3 separate regions of the Hordeum vulgare genome follow, and all the other regions are linked to region 2. The links are chromatin contacts, called in public Hi-C and HiChIP or PLAC-seq maps. All regions are on one chromosome and are shown on one strand. The core of a region is the stretch at or near the end of the contact, and the rest is flanking DNA. Distances in the headings are between cores, read along the strand shown.

The links. Hi-C and Micro-C count contacts between places; a contact is called where the count stands out from the background. HiChIP or PLAC-seq counts read pairs in DNA pulled down with a chosen protein or histone mark.
Region 1: a contact with region 2 is called in a Hi-C map of leaf, with 3 times the contacts expected there. The contact joins the promoter of LOC123410863 here to the promoter of LOC123410965 in region 2. A contact is called at or near these places in 2 of 6 Hi-C or Micro-C datasets (leaf and seedling).
Region 3: an H3K4me3 HiChIP or PLAC-seq map of embryo shows a contact between it and region 2, with 8 times the contacts expected there. The contact joins the promoter of LOC123411037 here to the promoter of LOC123410965 in region 2. A contact is called at or near these places in 1 of 6 Hi-C or Micro-C datasets (leaf) and 1 of 1 datasets of contacts at active chromatin or transcription factors (embryo).

The regions. Positions count from the first base shown.
Region 1 is chr7H:172,306,904-172,310,573 of MorexV3_pseudomolecules_assembly, reverse strand. It overlaps LOC123410863 (zinc finger A20 and AN1 domain-containing stress-associated protein 11-like), which reads left to right and starts at 2,386. Exons shown (of 1, transcript XM_045103797.1): 1 at 2,386-3,468. The coding sequence starts at 2,691. The coding sequence ends at 3,176.
Region 2 is chr7H:172,839,964-172,843,571 of MorexV3_pseudomolecules_assembly, reverse strand. It overlaps LOC123410965 (receptor protein kinase-like protein ZAR1), which reads right to left and starts at 1,536. Exons shown (of 2, transcript XM_045103883.1): 1 at 66-1,536. The coding sequence starts at 1,398.
Region 3 is chr7H:173,631,001-173,634,475 of MorexV3_pseudomolecules_assembly, reverse strand. LOC123411037 (lysine-specific demethylase JMJ30-like) reads right to left here and starts at 2,179. Exons shown (of 6, transcript XM_045103960.1): 1 at 1,635-2,179. The coding sequence starts at 2,102.

The sequences.
Region 1 (3,670 bases), core at 1,137-3,636, 530 kb after region 2:
AATGGAGGTATGCCATGTTTTGTGAGAGTCGAGTGCTTTGACCAATCCGGCTCATGGCCTTTGATATGCTCTTCGTTGTTACCCTTGTTTTGTTGTGACTACGACCAACAACTCTTGCCCTTCGGCCTGGCTTAACCACGAAAGACGATGGTGCTCATGAGTGGTGTGTTCTGGGCTTGCGGGTCTGCTCCAGGTTCTTCTCCATACCTAGCTTGGACGCTTGGCATCTCGGTCCTAGGGTGAACCGAGTTGTTGGTTGTCGGTGCGGCATCCTTTGAACCAGGATGAGAGGACATGGGCCCGTTGTAGCGACAATTCCAGATGGTGGTCCGGTACATTATTGTCTTCGAGTTTGGGTGTGACCACGAAGCTTGCGCGGTGGTGCATCCCTCCCAAGTCTGTATAATACGGTTGGTGTAGGTCGTCCTATAGGGTGTTGGACGAAGCATGGTGTGCCTTCCTCTCGCTTTCGCTGCTGCTTTAGAGTGTGCTTCGCTTGTGCTCCTTGTATCTGCAGCTTTGCTTTTATTTGTTATTCCTTGTAAGTTGGCCATCGTTAATCTTGGCTGGTGCTCACTTTGTGAATTCAAAGCCGGGCTCTTCGTGAGTCATTCATTTTTCTGTTTAAATACACATGTATATAACAATAAAATGTCTCTAGATTTATTCATGTATTTGCAAATCTAAGACAAGTAATTTTGAACGGAGGGAGCATAGAATACAAAACATGTAAACCATAAATCCACCCTCCGAATGAATAAATTGAAGCTTTCGTACTTATTGCATCCCCAATTTCAAGTAAACTGAACTCATTTGAGTTGACAATTTTTAAAATTAATGTACGATAATTTGGATCATTGTTATGAGTAAGGTTTTGGATCCCGGACTGAAAAAATCTCTTGAGGCACCGACTGATTCTTTTGAATAAATTTTGAATCTGAATGAAAGTTCATTCTAATCTAAGATCTTTTGCTCAGTAAGGTAATTCCTTGTGCGGTACCAGGATGCGCGGTTACCACCTGGTAACCGATTTTTTTTCGTTCACAAGCACAAGAAGCTAGATAGATATCAATATCCCTCTCACATGCGGGAGTCTAGGTCCATTGATCATCCCGTTCCTCCCATCGTTGCCACCACCTTTCTCTCCTTCCATGATCCATGCATATCTTGTGTTGACTGTCATCATCATAGGATATACGATGTATTCCCTGTAATTTTATTTTGCTCATGTGATGTGATGATTTTTTTTATGTTGCAGTTTTGTCTTGATAATCGACAAGCTTGGGTACGTTCCACTCTAATCACGTAGATGACATGTTGCAATAATTCTAGAAATTTCTTGCATTTCCTGCGTTCATTCTGCATGAGTGTTCTTGTGTTGTTGCAAACACTAGCTTTGGCGCTTCATATGTTGTGACGATTTCCCACAGTTATTTGTTGTGACTAGTGAAGATTTAGTGCACAATTGGTATATTGTCGTTGACATTGATGAAAAAATTATTTCATCGATATTACATAAGTTGAAAGATATTATAAGTCGGTTTTCTGTTGTTGTGACGACCAGACACTCGAGAATCAACATTTTAAGTCGGTCAAGCAGACCTTGTGACCGACCGACGCCAAAGGTCCACCAAAATAAACTGTCCACACATGTTTATTTTTCTGGAAAAAATTACATTGCTCCAACAACCTAGGCGTCAAGGATAAACCAAAGGTCCATGAAGAAAGAGGAAATACTTCTATTGAGTCGGTCGATCAGATACAAAATGCCTATCATGTCATATGTACGCCACATATCCTGATTGAGCCGTCTGCAACATGACCCTTGTTGCATGATGGGTGAGCATAACAAAAAATTCTAAAAAGATTTCATTAGATGAATTGCAATAAAGCTCGTGTTACAAAGCATAGAAGATTTGTTGCAAAGGCTCAACGGCTCACACAGAAAGAAAGAAAACCTCTTCGTGGGATTGCAAATTATTTGCAACACGAGGCCTGTTGCAAGGGCTGATCTTTTAGGATCATCATTCGGGCAACGGCAACTTGCAGGCGCCCGAAAAAACACAGAAAACACAGATGAGCCTAGTAGCCGCCTACGAAACAGAGTACCCACCACCACCACCACCACCACCCAGAACAAGAGCACCAGATGACTCCACCCGCTAACCCACAGGCGTGTCCGTGTGCGCAACCACGAACGCCCTTGCATCATTCACACGCACCATTTCCCTCCCTTCCCTTCCCTTCCCTTCCCCCCGAAGAAAGAAAGAGACCGGCTCGGCAGCGCAGCGCGGCACAGGCTGTCAACGAAAACTCCACTTGTTTTTATGGCCAACGTACGTACGCTACGCACGCACCCCGTTCCTTGTGGAGCGCCATTCCACGCCGCGCCAACGCGGCCAGCACTGGAAATAACCCAACCCAACCCAACCCTCTCCCCCGCGGGCACGGCCACGGCCGACGTCGCTGTCGCGTGCGGGAACGCGTACGCCGCCCGCCTCCTCCCGCGATAAAAACCCACCCCCCTCCCACCCTCCGTCCCCGCCTCGCCTTCCTTCCCCTCCCCCCTCCTCCGCCCCATTTCCCCAAAGCCTCCCCCGGCCTCCGAGGAGACCAGGCCGCCGTGCCCACGCGCGCCGGATCGATCGTCCAGCTACTAGCGTCTCTCTCTTCCGGCTCGTATAGGCGTCATGGCGCAGCGGGACAAGAAGGTGGAGGAGCCGACGGAAGTGCACCTGCACGCCGCGGAGATCACGCTCTGCGCCAACAGCTGCGGCTTCCCGGGCAACCCGGCCACCAAGAACCTCTGCCAGAACTGCTTCCTGGCGTCTTCCTCCTCGCCGCCGTCCCCTTCCTCGTCGCCCCCGGCGTTCCCGCTCTTCGACAAGCCGAGGCCGGCCGCCGCCGCGTCGCCCGCGCTGCAGGCGCCGCCCGTCTACATGGCCGTCGACCGGCCGGCGGACCCCAAGGCGTCCAAGTCCTCGGTGAACCGCTGCCACAACTGCCGGAAGCGCGTGGGCCTGACGGGGTTCCGCTGCCGGTGCGGCGAGATGTTCTGCGGCGCGCACCGGTACTCGGACCGGCACGACTGCAGCTACGACTACAAGTCGGCGGCCAGGGACGCCATCGCCCGGGAGAACCCCGTCGTGCGCGCCGCCAAGATCGTTAGGTTCTGATCGTCGGCAGGATGCTATCCGGCGAAATCTCAAGCACAACCCACTCTTTTTCTTTCTTCCCTTTGATGAAAAATTAAAGCCGTTCCCGAGAGTTTCTTAAAAGGTGAAAAAAAGGAGGGGGAGGTGAAAGATGGCGACGGTGCAGCCACGACCAAGGAAGGAACAGTGCGATGATAAAAGGTTGTTGTTGTAGCGGTGGTTGGCGGTGGAGGAGAGGAGATGAGGAAGATGGGGTTGGTGTGTACTGTTGTCCCACAATCTCTATTTAATTCAAATTTCCCTATTGTATAAATTAATTATTATCATCATCATTTCTATGATGCAGTATTCGTTAGCTTTAGCTGTCAACCTTTTTCTTCCACTGGCCGCGAATTGTCCATGACAGCTCAACCATTGACGTTTGGATCGCTTCGTTGGATCGGATTGGTTCGGCGCGGAATTATTGGGTGGGTGCACCTGTACCTGTACGTTTATCACGTACAAATTCATGCCCG
Region 2 (3,608 bases), core at 287-2,786:
ATCTCTGGATCAAATGCAGCCTCTAGCCTATCAATCGATAAGACAAGATTTGGCCGGCACATTACCGTGTAGAGCGGAGTGGAGGGAGCCATTGCCGAGGTAGTCGTAGATGAGCAGCTTCTCGTCCGGGGCGTAGTAGTATGCGCGGAGTCGAGCGACGTTGGGATGGCGAGCGCGGCCGATGGCGGCGGCCTCGGTCTCGAAGGCACGGCGCCGGCGCCACCCGGACTCAGTGCCATCGCCGTCGTCGGGCTCGCTGAGACGGCGGACGGCTACGGCGGTGCCGCGGCCGGGAACGACCCTGTACACGATGCCGCCGCGGCTCTTCCCCACGACGTAGGCAGACGCGCGGAGCAGCTCCTCCAGCTCCATCCCGAAACCGTCGTCCACCGCCACGAACAGCTCCCCCTCCTCTCCGCCGCCGCGCCGCTCTTCAGTGCCGGCGAGCGTCACCGCCGCGCTCTTCTCCTTGGTCGACGACTCCTTGTCCTCGTTCCTGGTCGTTGCAGCGCACCGCCTCCGGCACTGCCATTGCAGCACTAGCCCGGCGACGATGGCCGCCACCACAATGACGGCAAGAATGGGCACCGTGGGCGACGACCGATGCTTGGGTGGCCTCCCAACCTCCGCCGCCGCACCAGGGTTCATGCCATTGTTCGACTGCGGGATCCTTGGCTCCTCCCTCTCCCCGGCGCACTCGATCTTGAGCGGAAACCCGCAGAGCCTCGGGTTGTCGTCGAAGGCGGTGGGGCCCTGGTTGACGAGCGAGCCCACCTGCGGGATCTCGCCGGCGAGGTCGTTCCCCCGGAGGTCAAGGCTGACGGCGACGGGAATGCCGCCGAACTCCGGCGGGATCCCGCCGACAAAATGGTTGTAGCTGAGGTTGAGCACGCCGGAGAGACTCGGAAGCCCCGCGATGGACGGCGGCAGCGTCCCGTTGAGCTGGTTGGAGGACAAATCGAGGCGAGACAGGGACGCGAGCCTCCCAATCCCCGCAGGAATCTGGCCGGACAGGAAGTTGTGCGCCAGGTCGAGGGTGGTGAGCTTCTGCAGCGCGGAGATGGCGACCGGGATCTGGCCGGAGAGGCGGTTGGCCGGCAGCGACAGCGTCTCGAGCTCGGAGAGCAGGGAGAGCTCGGAGGGCAGGTAGCCGGCTAGCGAGAGGTTGGCGAGCTCCACGCCGGCGACCCGGCCCCCGCCGCCGTCGACGCAGGTGACGCCGGCCCAGCTGCAGGGGTCAGCGTCGGCGTCCCTCCAGGTATCGAGACCGCTGCCAGGGTCATCGGTGACCGCGAACTTGAGCGCGAGAAGCGCCAGGCCGTCCGTGTTCAGCGCTGCCGCCGCCACGGCCACGACCGCCAGCAGCACCGCCACCGCCGCCACACGCACGGCCGCCATTTCGACGGAAGAAACAACTCGTATCTGCCTCTCGGAAGTCGGAATAGCGAGCACTAGGCTACAACAAACAGCCCTGCCATTTCTTGGGAGCACGCGGGGTTGCAGCACAGAAGGTGGGGAGAAGAGGACAGCCGAGGGACTGGGTTTAGGCCGGGGAGTGAGATTTTACTTCCGAAATGACGGAAATGGGCTCCTGGAGGATCATGTCCGTTCTGTTGTTTGGGGCCTACATGAGGGGCATTTCGGGGATGTGGATTCGAACAGCAGGGCGCTGGAGGTGGAGGGGTGAGGTGGGCTTTGGGCTTGGCTGGTGGGATTCGATCGAAGCTCTTTGCTCGGGGCGACTTTTGCTAAAGTAGTAATTAAGCGTGTTGGCATGTGGGAAATCTCAAGGATTAGTGGTTTAGAATCCCCAGGGTTAACGTTGATATTTATCATACTGGTAGTACTACTTAGTAGTATGCTCTTCTGCTGGAGTGGTCGGGGTGATTGGCTACTCCTGAGGCTGCGCGCTGGGGCCCTGCTGGATTCGAGCCTCTTCGTTTGAATTTGTGCAGGCGCCGGCACATGGTACTGGGGCTGTGTATGGGGTCCTGTTTGCATTTGATCAGTGGTTGATGGTGTCTGCTTGCAGCCCGTATAGGATTAAAAAATTAGGGATGTTTTTGATTTTCAAATCTGTGACCAAGATGGCAAAACTTGCAATCACAATCCTTGCTTCCAAGACATCAAATACTCCCTTCGTTCCTAAATATAAGACCTTATAGAGATTTCACTATAGACTACATACGAAGCAAAATGAGTGAATCTATATTTTAAAATATGTCTATATACATCCGTATGTAGTCCATAGTACAAACTTTACAAGGTCTTATATTTAGGAACGGAGGGAGTACATGTGAACACATGCACGTCTATCATTTATGTACTGCACACAAATACAAATCAAATCATTCATACTTAAGAATACATAATAAAAGCATAGTGCAAATATAAGTATTGTTTTAAAAAGCTTAACTAGGCTGTGTTTGGTAGGCTACATTAAACGAGACATGCTCACTCTAGACATGCTCAGTACATGTAATTGCAGTTGTTTGGTAGCACTGTATGTATTGACGCATGCTAAACTGAGACTGTGTTTGGTAGACTGCATTAAACGAGACATGCTATGTCGAGACTGTGTTTAGTAGCGTGTATGTGAGCTAGGTTGCATGAATATATTTTTTGGCGTCAAGACAATATTGACAAAACATATCAACATTTGAGTGAACAATTCCAACTAAAATATTATCATGACGACAAAATCAATAATTGACATAACACATATAATAACCATAATTTTTAATGGTGCACGAATAGATTCATATTACATAATAACCATAAATTGTAGCAGCGTACAAGTAGATTCATATTACATAAGACATAACAACCATAACCAAAAGGGATAGTTTCAACAATCATCAACTAACATCAACTCAAAGAAGATCAGGATTTGCTTTCAAGATACGCTTGAACGATGCTTGACGGACTTCCTCATCCATCTTCATAAAGTTAAGGCATTTTCCCTTATGTTCTGTGAGAAAATCTAAAACACCCAAGCGCTCATTTTGATCAAACATAGTAAGGTCCATCACGGCCTTGTACAAGTCAAGGTGTGTTTTAGCATGACAAGTGTTGTTGATAGCAGTTGCAATCTCACGCATAGCATCAGTCATGTTGCTACACTGGAGTGAATCCTCCTCAGTCAAACTAGATGACCTCTTTCTCTTTTTATTTGAAGTGGGTGAAGGGTTCTGAGTGGCACTAGCATTAGGAAGTGCAAAGCTAGACCCAGGAAGATCTTTCAATACCTCACCAGTTGTCCCTTGCCCCTCTGTGACATTGGGTTTATCTTTGTCTTCCACAACAATAGGTGTTCCCAGTGGCACACTGATTCCCATTGAATAAATCCGGGTGGCATGCTTATTAGCAAAGGATAGTTTCATATAATTGTAATACTCAAGTGGGGAATTGATCAGTTCGACATCAGTTGGATGATCCTGCAACACCATTTCAACAAAAGTACTTAGCTATAAAACATCGACATTTTTAGGTGTAAAACATCAGCATTTTTAGCTGTAAAACATCATGGTTTTTAGCTGTAAAACAACATCATTTTCAGCCTTAAAACAACATCATTTACAACTATACAACAACATCATTTTCAGCTG
Region 3 (3,475 bases), core at 930-3,429, 790 kb before region 2:
GTGGAAATTAGAGAGAAAAGAGGGGCTTTGACAAGACATAGTAAAAGCCAAATATCTCAAAAAATCACCTGCTATGATGGTTAAACAGAAAGCAAATGACTCCCCCTGTTGGAAAGCTCTTTTGAAGGTTAGAGAGCATTATATTGCTGGGAGAGGGATCAAGGTGAACAAGGGTGATGTTGCCACTCTTTGGCATGATGATTTGGGTGACAATGCTAATTTGAAAGATAAGTTCCCTGATCTTTTTGAGATTTGCACTGAGCAAAATATTACTGTGAATAAAATTGAATCCATGAACCCTTGCAATTCCTTTCATAGAAGATTTAATAGCGATATGCAAACAAGGTGGGATGAACTCAAGAATTATGTGATAAGTAAGATGGACAAGGAGAAAAATGATGAAATATTCTGGAAATTTGATAGTACTCAGGAATATACTACCAAGTCTATGTATCGGTGGTTAGAAAGAAACTTCGCTGGTTCTAATCATAAATGGATTTGGAAATCCAAGATGCCTTTGAAAATTCAAATTTTTATGTGGCAAATGTGCCAAGATGCTATTCTAACTAGAGACAACCTCAAAAAAAGAAATTGGCAAGGGGATCCTACATGCTCTTTCTGTGATCAGAAAGAATCTGCTCAACACATTATGTTTCTCTGTCCTGTTGCCAGAGTTATCTGGAGAACAGTGGGCTCGATGTTGGGCACTGAATGTGTTCCTAATTCCATGTGGCAATATTATGCTTGGATTAACTCCTTTTTACCTTCCTGCCCAGAGGCTTATACCATTGGTTTAGCTGCTATATGCTGGGCAATTTGGCTCGCTCGCAATCGTGCTACTTTTGATAAGAAATGGATCAATAATCCGTTTGAAATTGTGTTCACAGCTTGTGCTTTTATACTATACTGGACAGGTCTGCAGAAGCCGGAGATGGCTGAGGTGATGAAAAAAGGTGCGGAGATGCTGAAAACAAACGCTTCGCAGATGCTGCTACTCTGTGGGCCTCCAATGCCAGATCCAAACAAGCAGGATGAGGAAAGTGATAACTGGGACGAATGGTGATGCACTCGGAATATGATGACCCTGGTGTTATGGTGTTTTATCCTATCTTGGCCCTGTGAGGCATGTTGCTTAGTCTGGTTTCATATTTTGGTTGTGTTCAAACATGGTACTGGAGGTTGGTCTATCTTTCTTAGGGGTGTGGTGAGATTTTGGGTGATGCTAGGTTTTCGCCCCATAGCCTTGTGTTCCTGAGGACAGGCGCAAGGCGGTGGGTTTCCTAGCACTGCTCTGAATTCGCTTCTTCTCTTTCCCTCTTCTCTCTCTGATCTCGGATCCAAAACTCCAAAACTGTGTATTTCCGTTATGCATTTAATGGAAAGGGGAGAAGCCCGGTTCTAAAAAAAAAGGATTCAACTTCCTCACACAAAAAGTAACACCGGCTGCAACGCGCACAAGAGATAGTGGCCCACTTGAGGGAGGCTTTCCAGCCAGTGATGCAGAAAATTGTCTCAAGTGAACAAATTACCGGCAATACCAGCATACTGCTGGTAATTCTAGCTCTGCATTTTGGTGCACCAATCTTAAAAAAGGAAACTCACAATTGGCAGGCCAATAGAACAGAAGTACTCACATCGCCGAGGTCTTGATTCCTACTGAACCCTTCTCTCCACCTCTCCACGTTTCTGCCGGCGTCTCCTGCACCGTCGCCTTCGCCGTCGCGATTTCCGTCGGCGGCAACCAGCTTCATAGCCGCTTCGAGCTCTGCGCGGAGGAGGTCGCCACCCATGATGAGGCCCATGTCGAGCGCTCGGAGCGCCGCGCGGCGGTCATCACCGACGCCAAGGCTCGCGACGTGGAGGCAAGCGAGCGCGTAGGCGTGCCGCCACGCAGGCTCCACCTCGCTCCACGGCCCCGAGTGCAGCTGCTCCCAGGCCATATCCCGCGCCGCCTCCGCCGCGCGCAGGTCCCCCGCGGCCGCCTTCTCCGCGGAGGCCACGAAGGCGAAGCCTCCCTCCTCGGTGATCTGCCGCAGCAGCATCGCCCGCTTCTCCCCTCCCGCCGCCGCTACCGCTGCACCCGTCGGCTCGCCGGTGTCCATTTCGGAGTCGCTGAGCCCTTGGAAAAGCGCAAAAGCGGAGGTGCTGAGGACTGGAAAGGGAAGGAGATATTTTCGGGTGCCCGTGTGGGGCCGTTATAGTTGCGCTGCTTACTCGGATTCGGGTGTGAGGTGGATTGATTTGATTTACGATTGTGCCCTCGCTCCTAGTAAGACATGAGATATTTTCGAGCCGGATACTTGAGCTCGGATGTGGAGCAGAGGAGCAAGATTTACTTTTCTACCCTTGGTCCTTGTCAGAATAAGATATTTTTTGAGTAGATATTTTTGTAATGAACGGCTAGTAGAGATCGCGGGCGTATGATGCGCTCTTGGAAAAAGGGCATTCTGTCGCGTTGACATATTTCAAAGCTAGATAAATAGTACTTCCTCCATTTCAAAAAATTTATCTTTGATTTACCTAGATAAATGTATATAGTCATGTATTAGTACTTAGATACATCTATTTTTAAATAAATCAAAGGCAAAAAATTTAAGACGAAGGGAGTAATCTTTGTAGACAAATAAATACTTAAAATATGGAAAAAGTCTTTGGATCAACCGGTGGATCTCGCGAAAACGTCCACCATGCCGTATGCTCAATACGTGTCTCGCGGACCCACTTTTGTCTCTGAAACGCCGCACCTCTTCTTATCCAGTCATTCATCCGAGTCCTCTTCGTCTTCGTCACCTACCGCCAGGGCATCGCCGTCGTCGCGCTCCTCCTCGCCTTGCTCGCCACCAGGGGGCTCATGCTGTGCCCCATGGTCCGTCCCTACGTCGGCTCGCCCCGCCTCGCCCTGGGTCAGCCCTCGCTCCGTTGCTGTTACTTCGCGTCTCTTCCCCTGTGCTTCCTCTCCCTCTCCTCTAACCTTGCAGCCATTCATCCCCTCTTCAGTTTTTCGCAACACGGTCGTTGTTTCTGCAATGCAGCTGTTGTTTCAGGAGTTGGAGAAATTGTTTCTACAACCCGTTCGTTGTTTCAAGAATTGTTTCTGCAACACTGCTGCTGTTGCAGAAATACGAAGGAAAAAAATCTACAACAAAACGATTGTTTCTGGAACTCGGTCTTTGTTTCAGGAATTAATGGGTCCAAAGTTTATTTTTTTTCAACAAGGTGATTGTTTCTTCAACTCGACCGTCGTTCCAGGAATCACTAGGTGCCGGCCGGAGCCCCGCGCGCGGATTGGACGGTTGTGCGTGTAGATCGGACGACCGTCGAGGTGGCGGATGTTTATGATATTAAGTTATGTTAAAGATGCGACAATTAATATGATCGAAAAGAGTTATAATCTTTTGATGGGGTGAAAGGTTGAAATGCCGATTTCTACTGCTACGGAAAATTTCCTTCCCAAATTCGTATTCGCATTCTTTTT